Regions from separate parts of the Gossypium hirsutum genome. Here region 2 is linked to region 1. A link is a contact called in public Hi-C data. All regions are on one chromosome and are shown on one strand. The core of a region is the stretch at or near the end of the contact, and the rest is flanking DNA. Distances in the headings are between cores, read along the strand shown. Region 1 holds the start of LOC121218291 (2-oxoglutarate and iron-dependent oxygenase domain-containing protein CP2). Region 2 has its middle 4.1 kb from the start of LOC107914330.

Region 1 (4,602 bases), core at 1,372-3,871:
AGGTGACTTCGGAATCGTCCACATGGAAACCTACAAACACAAAACTACAGAACTTCATGAAGCATCAAGTTTAACAACAAGATTTGAAGCTAAAAGGATTAACTATATTCACTAAAAAGAGGTAGTATTATAAACAAGCACATTAACAGAACAAGCATCAACAAATGAAATTTTAACGTGCACAAAATTTTAAATATTAGGAAAAAGCATAGCCAGGTGAAACTACAGTCATAGAGGGAAAAAAAAAAGATGACGAGCATGAAATGCAAAAGAAAATTGATGATGCTATCAATTAATAAGGAAAATAAGTAACAAGCAATCCACAAAGCAGAGTTAGAGGAATGTAAGAATATTTTGTGCAATACCTTCTAAACACTTTAATGGTAGAATCCAAAGAATCAAGTTTCCATCTACCAATAGCTAAAGATTTAAGTTCCTAAGAATAGTGCAAACCATTTCCAAGAACCAATGGAATGGTTTAATTAAAAAGAGAAAACAGAACTCAGAACGTACCAAGCTCAACGTCCCTGTCAATTCCATATTCAACAACAAAACCATGATGAGAATCCAATGTAGATCCACCCACATCAGAAAAGAAAACTGCAAACCATTTCCAATGATACATATAAAACAAATTATGGTCTAAGCTTTAAATCTAAATATATGTTAGCAAGCATTTACAGTCTCATCATGGAAGAAAAACTAAATACCTTTGGATATAGGCCGGATAAAGTCCTCCATCAACTTGCCAAGCATGGTCTCCAGGCCAAAGTCATCTAAAACGGCACCAAATTTGTTCATCGTGTTTGGTCGCATGATTCTGAATTTTGTCTCATGGACCCACTTTTCAAAGTTTTCTACCTAAGCAATCAGAACCTGATAAGAAAAATGTAAAAACTAAAAAACAAGAAATAAAGTAAAATAAAAAACAGAGAGAGAGAGAGAGAGAGAGAAAGCAATGACAATACCTCAGATAACAACAATTCACAGAAACGAGGCTGAAACATTTCAAAAGTAAAAACCCCTAGTGTAGGTTCAGCCATTATACTTCTAAAACCTTCCTCTTTATTCTCATTAATTGCTTTGAGAAATGAAGGGGCAAAGAAGTTTGAGGCATGCATCGTATACAATTCTCTATGCAGAGGCTGCAAAACGAAGAGATGACATAACCAGAAGAAAATATAAAACCTCACAAAGATTCACATTACAATGAAATTCTAAGTAGTTTAACCATGGCACATAAAGGGTCAATCATCATATATAGCAAAAATCAGTATAGTTTGGAGTTTTTGCAGGCAGAAATTAATCATTACAGACCACCTTGAGTATAAATAATCCTAGTCAAACAACAATTATACTATGCACCTGATAGTGCGATATAATCTTCTGTCTGTATTCTCGATGCCTTTGAACCTGTTCACAAAAAACTTTAAATAGTAAAAAAGAAGGTATGGATAAATGGAAAACGAAAATCAATAGAGATTGATTTCCGCACACCAGTTAGCTAGCTTCAACTAAAGGCTAAACAAAAAGCAGTAATGAGAAAATTTTGACCAACATAAAATGCATAACATTGCAGGAAATTACTGAAAAAGTATACAAGCATATAGATCAACGACAATAGGATAGATAAAATCGCTCTGCAGATCAATCAATATATCAATTTGTCCCGATCCAAACAACATTCGGCAGCTCAGAAATTCAAAACAAGAAATAAATAAATATCCCTTCTTATTTCTGCATTTTCCAGTATATGTCCATTTTTTTCTCAATGAATCAAAAATGAATTGAAAGAGGGACCAATCATTCTCAGTTTCCAGCAAAAAAAGCTTTTGAAAATAATACATTTATATTACTGATTTTGCATTATGAAAAATTCAACTGATTTTCACCTTAATGAACATAAATTCAGATGCTTAACTGGAATATTGGCATAACAATATTTTTGTAAAAGTTAACATTATCATTTCATCGGCAATCAATAGGTTACATTTTAAATGAAAGAAACTTTCGACCCTGATATCCAAACATACAATAAAAGCAAAAATAAAGGCGATAAACGAAGAAGCTTACGCGAATACGTTCGCCATCAGGAGAGTAACGAAGGATAATATCGCGCATGTAATGGAGCTTGGAATCGCGAGGGAGTGAGAGCATGGGAGGAGGCAAGTAACGTTCCAGGGAGCTGAACAGAAGCGGACTGAACTCCAACTGCAAACCCTCGTAGCTCTCCGGCTTGTGCTCCGTGTTAGGATTCAGCCGTAACCGGTTCGCCGTAACCGTCGACATGCTAGGCAATACCGCCACGACATTGCCATTGTGACCAGTGGTCGGTGGCGCAGGCTGCTGGGCCTCTTTTCTACTGACATCGAAAGACATGATTCCTTTTAACTGAACAAATCATACGCATTTGCATCAGCCTAACAGCAATTTCCAATCACTGCTGTCAAAGAAACTTAAGGAAAAACTAAAATTGACCAGAGAAAAAAAAACCAAAAGAAAGCCAGAATTTGTGTTTAGAAATGAAAGGGTCTTTTGTTTTCTTATTTTCATCAGTTAGGGTTTTAAGTTTGTCGATTGGATTTGTGATTTAAGATAGACGACGAGGGACCTCCCAGCCCGGAGTCTAAGGGTATTTCAGTAACTTTAATATGTCAAGAGAAAAATTTTACTATAATTTTTAAAATAATTTATATATTTTTTCATTATCTATTTAATTCCTATAATTTGTAAAAAAATATTTTATATCTTTTTATTCTTTTCTTTTAAATTAAAATAATTTATTTTAAAAAAATTTAAACTATAAATTAATTAAATAAAAATTAATGAGATTAATATTTTAATTTAAAAACTTATAAATTAACATATTTTATTTCTTCTAAATGAAATCTCTTTTGAAATTTTGTGGTTTTTTTCATTTGAAATTCCTTGTAATGATCAAATATTTTAAACAAAATAATTTTATAAAATAAAATTATACTTATTAATAGATAAATTATTCCATGAATCATTTCTACTACCTCATATATAGTTCTATCCAATTATTTTACCATTCCCACCACCTCATATAAGGTTATATTCAATTATTTTACGCCAATCAACAATTTTTTCCAACTCAAATTTAAAAGATTAAAAAATTTCCAAGTAAGATTCAATTTCTTCAAGGTTTTATTTTCATGTCCATTTCAATTTCTCCTAGTTTTTTTTTCCGTCAGATTCAATTTCTTCAAGATTCTTTTTCCTGAATTTTTCTTTCTCTCATCGTGTCTTCACTATTAGAAGAAAAAGATTTAAGTTTTTGGTGAATTTCCCGATTTTTTCTATCTTCATCGTCTCCTCATTGTTAGGAAAAAAAGGATTTAGGGCTTCATTCTTTCCCAACATCAGTAATAGAAGGATTACAGGCTGAACAAAAAAATGGAGGGATTATAGAATCTGGTTTGTTCCCATTTTCATTCATAACAACTTTTATTTGTTTATTAGGAAAAAAAGCAAAATTGAAGTAAAATTGTGAAATGTAACCCTTTTGAAATTTCTGTCAATATATATGCAATGGGGAGTGACTAGCTTCTTGTATGTCAAATATTTTCTCTCTGTCAATGGGGGTTTTACATTTTATATAGCGGGTTGATTATCATTCTGGGTTTTTGCCATTAGATAAAAGAGAGATTGAAAGATAAGTGAACAATAAGACTAGCGGATGACAATGAACAGAGAAAGGGAGAATAATGATTTTTTTATTTCCCTTTGTTGTTGTTCTTGAGAGCTTGGGGGTGGGTATTTTTTTTTACTGGAAACATATGTTGGTATTGATTTGTCTCAATTTTAGATTTTATAATTGTTGTTTTTGTTAATTATCACTAAAACTGTCATTTTACTTGAATTTGTTTTATTTAGGAATTGGGTGTTTGAATCATGTGATCGAAACTTTAATTTCTATTTGGTTGATTAGAAAGTGAAAGAACAGTAAGAAAATGTAAGGTATTTTTTGAGTTTGAGGTGAACCAGAAATTTTTAGAATTTTATCTCTTAACACCTCTTTGAATGCTATCCCCAAAATGTAATTGTATAGTCAAGGCGAAGCTTTCATTTAATGCTATCCCCAAAAGAGAGTCTCATGGAATGTTATAATCTCTAGCTACAGCCAGAATGGGTATTCAAAAGAAGCTCAAAGTTTATTTAAGACATTGACCCATCAGTGTTTACAATTGAGTTTTTCAACTGCCCTGACTATTATTTAGTCTTGCATTTCCCTTGATTCCCATCATTTGGTAAATCAATTCACTGCCTGGAGATAAAGCCAGGGCTTTCAAGAATATTCTTATGGTTAATTCCTTCATGCACATGTACATTAATTTTGGGAACTTATCAGCCGCTTTAATGTTGTATGGCACAATTTCTGCTAAAGAGGATATTGCCTATTGGAACACTATAATTGTTGGTTGTACAAATAATGGTCATTTTCGAGAAGCTTTAGCAACATTTAATTGGATGAGGCAGGTAATGGATGTTATGTGCGATTCTATCACCCTTGTGAATGTTATATCAACTTTTGGAAATCTCTTATTGATATATAAAGGTAAATCCTTGCATGGCCTTGCC
Region 2 (4,602 bases), core at 1,403-3,902, 100 kb before region 1:
TCATTGAGTTGCTTATTTACTTATTATGATCCTTATTTTGCGATTTTGGCTCTCACCGGCCTCTGTACTATAATTGATTTATGCCTTTAACTATGATTTGACTTCCTGGGTTAAATGAATGTTTTCTGGGTTATGATTTACAGCCTAAGCAGATTCATGAGATCAAGGACTTCCTTCTGACTGCCAGAAGGAAAGATGCATGCTCTATAAAGATCAAGATTGCTTCCTTCTGATTTACATATATAAATGATTGCTTGATTTTATAAACCTCATTGATTATAGGTAACCACTGTGGGAGAGGAGATGCTATATAATCCACGCTTGACAAAGGATGAGGTATTCTTTCTGGAACCATCCATCTTCCCTTTTCTTTGGAAAATGGCTTGGTACTTTTGACAATAGAAAATTAAGAGTGCCTATTTTCATTTCAGTGATAAGAAAGGGTTTCCTTTTGTCCATGAAGTCTTTTATGATCTTGAACTCATATAAGCTGCATATAACTTCTGTAATTAAAATTACATATGCATTGAACATTTCTTGCTGAGCATTGGTTTGATTCTCTTGGATGGGACTATTCCAATGAACATCGCCATGGTAAAACAAGAAATCATTAAAAAGCATGACATCTCAATACCTTCACGCATTTGATTGAAGATTACTCTTTATTATGATCATAGAATACTAGTTTCAATTTGTCCTATCAATATGTCTGATTATATTATTTGTTGAATACCCTTTTTGCAGGAGACTTTCAAAAACATCATGGAAAGTAAGTTGATGCTCAATATATCCAGTCTATAAAGATTATAAAAAAAAGAAAAGAAAAAGCATCCTTAGGTTTTTTCGGATCGCCTGTTCTAATTTCTCCTCTGTTTTTGTTGGTGCAACAGATCTTAACTTGGCATATCCTAAGATGATTGATGTTGCAGTGCCAGCAAATATGGTTTGTGGGTTGTAAGATTTGGAACCTAAAGCCAACTGAGGCTTTGCTAGATCATCCATAAGTGTGCACAGATTTTAGTTGTATTATAATTCTGGATCTTAATATCACTGGATATGCTAAATAAAATGGCTAGAGAAGCCACGTGATTGCAAGGAATCCATAAATTATATATATACTATATCTTATTGTAATCATGAAATATTGTCGTCTTTCTATCTGCATCAACTTGTGTTCTTCATACATACCCTCCTAAGTTACCGAACTATCTAAACAAAACAACACCATGATATATTATATATCCTTTATTATTGGAGCAACCATATTCAGTCATATCCTTTACATATCTGAATTATTTATATGTTAATTTATCTTATATATTTTACTATTATTTTATTTATAATATTTTAATTGTATACTATAAATTTTTAGCATTTTAATCGTATACTATAAATTCGTTATTACTATATTTATCTCTATGCTATTAATTAGTCACGAAATATTAATTATACATCATATATTATTAAGGTTATAGTTACACAAGAGTTCATTGATTTTTGCTAGGTAAATACACATTCAAACTTTAGATTAAATTATATATTTTTATTAAATTATATTTAATAATAATTATTTTAAATTATATTTTATAGTATTATATATTATGATTTTAGTAAATTCATATAAGAAAATATTTAATATTAAATTTTTTATTAAATTATATATTTTTATTAAATTATATTTAATAATAATTATGTTAAATTATATTTTATAGTATTATATATTATGATTTTAGTAATTTAATATTAAGAATATTTAATATTAATAATTTTATTAAATTATATTTTAATAATAATTATGTTAAAATATGATTAAATTATTTATTACTGATATTAATAATCTTATTAAAATTTAATAACAATAACAATAATCATTTATCTAAACAAATTTCTGCTAGGGGTATTCTAGTCATTTTAACTTTTTTGATGTACTTCTTCCAATGTTTAAGCATGGTTTTATACTTTAGAAAATAAAAATTAGCAAAAAAGTTGCAAGTGCTTTCCTCTTGTTTTCATTTGTTATAACTTTTTTCTTTTGGCATGAGACCTCCCGGCCGTTAACCACAAGCCTTAATTCATTCTTTGTTAACCTGCAGATGCCAAGACCAGTGTAGAATCGTTGCAATTTGACTTTGATGCAGTAAGAGTTGCAACAGAAGACTTCTCGGATGCAAACATTCTCGGACGAGGTGGATTTGGTCCTGTTTATAAGGTAATTTTGGAAATTTGATTAAATATATAAAAGTGAAGCCTCTAGTTTGATGGCTTCCAAGAAATAATAGGAAATAAAAATTGGTGTTTTCTATCATTGTTTGTTACAAATACTATCAGGGTAAGCTTGAGGATGGGCGGCAAGTAGCTATAAAGAGGTTGGCTGAAAATTCGGGACAAGGACAACAAGAATTCAAGTATGAAGTGATGTTATTGGCGAAGCTACAACACAGGAATTTGGTTAGGCTTCTTGGTTTTAGCTTGGAACAAAAAGAAAGGGTTCTCATATATGATTTTCTGCCTAACTCAAGCCTTGACAACTTTATATTCGGTATGGTTTACTCCTCTAATTTATATTTGGTAGTAGAATGCAATTCAAGTCTGTTATAGAGGTGAAAAGTTGATAATCTCTGGTTATGACTATTAAATTCATGATTAATCGCAGATTCAGTAAAGCGTTTGCTACTAAGTTGGACGAAGAGGTACAAAATTATAAAGGGAATAGCTAAGGGACTTCTTTATCTTCATGAAGATTCTCAATACTGAATCATCCATCGCGACTTAAAAACAGCCAACATATTGTTAGATGAAGAGATGAATCCTAAAATCTCAGATTTTGGATTGGCGAAATTGTTTATGGTTGATCAAACTCGAGCTGACACAAGCAAAGTCATTGGGACCTAGTAAGCATTTAGAAGGATCTGTTCCTACATGTTATTTGTTAACTTTGTGATATCTAAAACTCAAAGATCCTAAGCATTAGCACTTCTTCTAGGGGATTAGCTACCATTTAAATTCATTCATTAAGATTTATTTGTCCGTAGTGGATACATGGCTCCTGAGTATGCATGGCATGGACAATATTCAGTTAAATCCGATGTTTACAGCTTTGGAGTGTTGGTTTTGGAAATCATTAGTGGTAAAAAAATCAGTAGCTTCTCCAACCAAGAAGTGGGAGACTCTCTGCTAACCCATGTAAGCTGCATATTGTGGTTATGGTATTACTGGATTAGAATTTGCTAAAACACAATGTAAGTTCATATTCCTCGACTTTTGCAGGCATGGAGAAACTGGAGTGAAGGAACTGCTTTAGAAGTAGTAGATCCAATCCTGAGGGATTGCTCCAGAATTGAAATAATGAGATGTATCCATCTTGGGTTGCTTTGTGTTCAAGACAATATTGCTTACAGACCAACCATGGCCTCTGTGGTTCTCATGCTAGGTAGCTATTCCATGTCTCTTCCAGTGCCATCGAGATCTGCATTTTCAATGCAATCCACCATGGAGACAGAAACGAAGTCTTAGTCATCCTCACTCTCCAATCAATCTAAACGAGAAACCGTTCAAGTCTCAGTCAATGAAGCTTCCATTTCTGAACTAGATCCTTGATAAAGTTCGAAGATGGGTACTTACTAAGTACTTGCATTGCATATTTTTTTGTATCTTTGTCTAGAAATTCAGAAATTCTTTGATTCATGTATACATAGCAACAAAAAGGACCGTATAAACCGTAAATTTACTTGTTCCTATCCCTTTCTGAGAATAACAAATTTGATTTTTTGTGTTGAATTTTAGCATTTCAATCCCTTATATAGCAATAATAAACAAACAAGCTTCCATTTAGGACATTTGAATAGAAATAGATAAAATCATCTATAAAAATAATAGATTTAATGTTGGAACAATGGCAGCAGCAACTATGAGCATAAGCACAAACAGCAAAGCAAAGCAAAAAATTGAAAAACAAGAACAAAGAAGAAGTAACCGAATGGAAGTCATTTACTTTGATTCTCATTTAAAGTATAAAGTGTTACAAAATAACTTGACAGTTACCTAAACTTGTAACTGCTCCCATCAATTTGGCAAGTTGCTAACTAAAATAATACATGTAAAAAGCTGAAAAATTCAGCTATTACATCCATTAGTTTCAAATCAAAATCCTACTAACTTTAGAAATCAAGATACATACTAACTTGATAACATTACAAAAAAAATGAACAAAATGAAACAAGCAGCTTCTGGTTCTGCTCCAATGCTGGTCTGCTGTTGCTACTGCTTCATGGTTACTTGTTGCATTGCAGTCCACGCTCAACACTCCTCCCTGGACTGTAGGCAACAAACACCAATCGAATCTCTTAAGAATTCAAACTTGGTTGTGACAAGAGGCTTTGTCAAAATGTCAGCCAATTGGTTTTGTGAGCTACAATGTATAAGACATACTTCTTTGGATTGTACAGCTTCTTGAACAAAATGAAACTTAAGCTTAAAATGTTTGGTTTTGCCATGAAAAACAGGAGTCTTGGCTATGGCAACTGCTGATTGGTTGTCCACCATAATTTTAGTAGGTTCAAGTTGCTCTTCATTCAAATTACATAGCAAATTTCTAAGCCAAAT

What was found. Hi-C and Micro-C count contacts between places; a contact is called where the count stands out from the background.
Region 2: a Hi-C map of leaf shows a contact between it and region 1, with 2.5 times the contacts expected there. The contact joins the enhancer-like site here to the promoter of LOC121218291 in region 1. A contact is called at or near these places in 6 of 34 Hi-C or Micro-C datasets (leaf and seedling).

Annotation. Positions count from the first base shown.
Region 1 is chrD06:41,402,347-41,406,948 of Gossypium_hirsutum_v2.1, reverse strand. It overlaps LOC121218291 (2-oxoglutarate and iron-dependent oxygenase domain-containing protein CP2), which reads right to left and starts at 2,621. Exons shown (of 9, transcript XM_041095308.1): 1 at 2,074-2,621; 2 at 1,366-1,413; 3 at 969-1,145; 4 at 711-861; 5 at 514-600; 6 at 1-30. The coding sequence starts at 2,379.
Region 2 is chrD06:41,506,666-41,511,267 of Gossypium_hirsutum_v2.1, reverse strand. It overlaps the pseudogene LOC107963217. Among protein-coding and RNA genes, the nearest start is that of LOC107914330, 4.1 kb to the left of the region's middle. Within about 2 kb of position 2,652, at least 1 of the 9 cell types and tissues checked has an H3K27ac peak or open chromatin away from gene starts, as enhancers often do.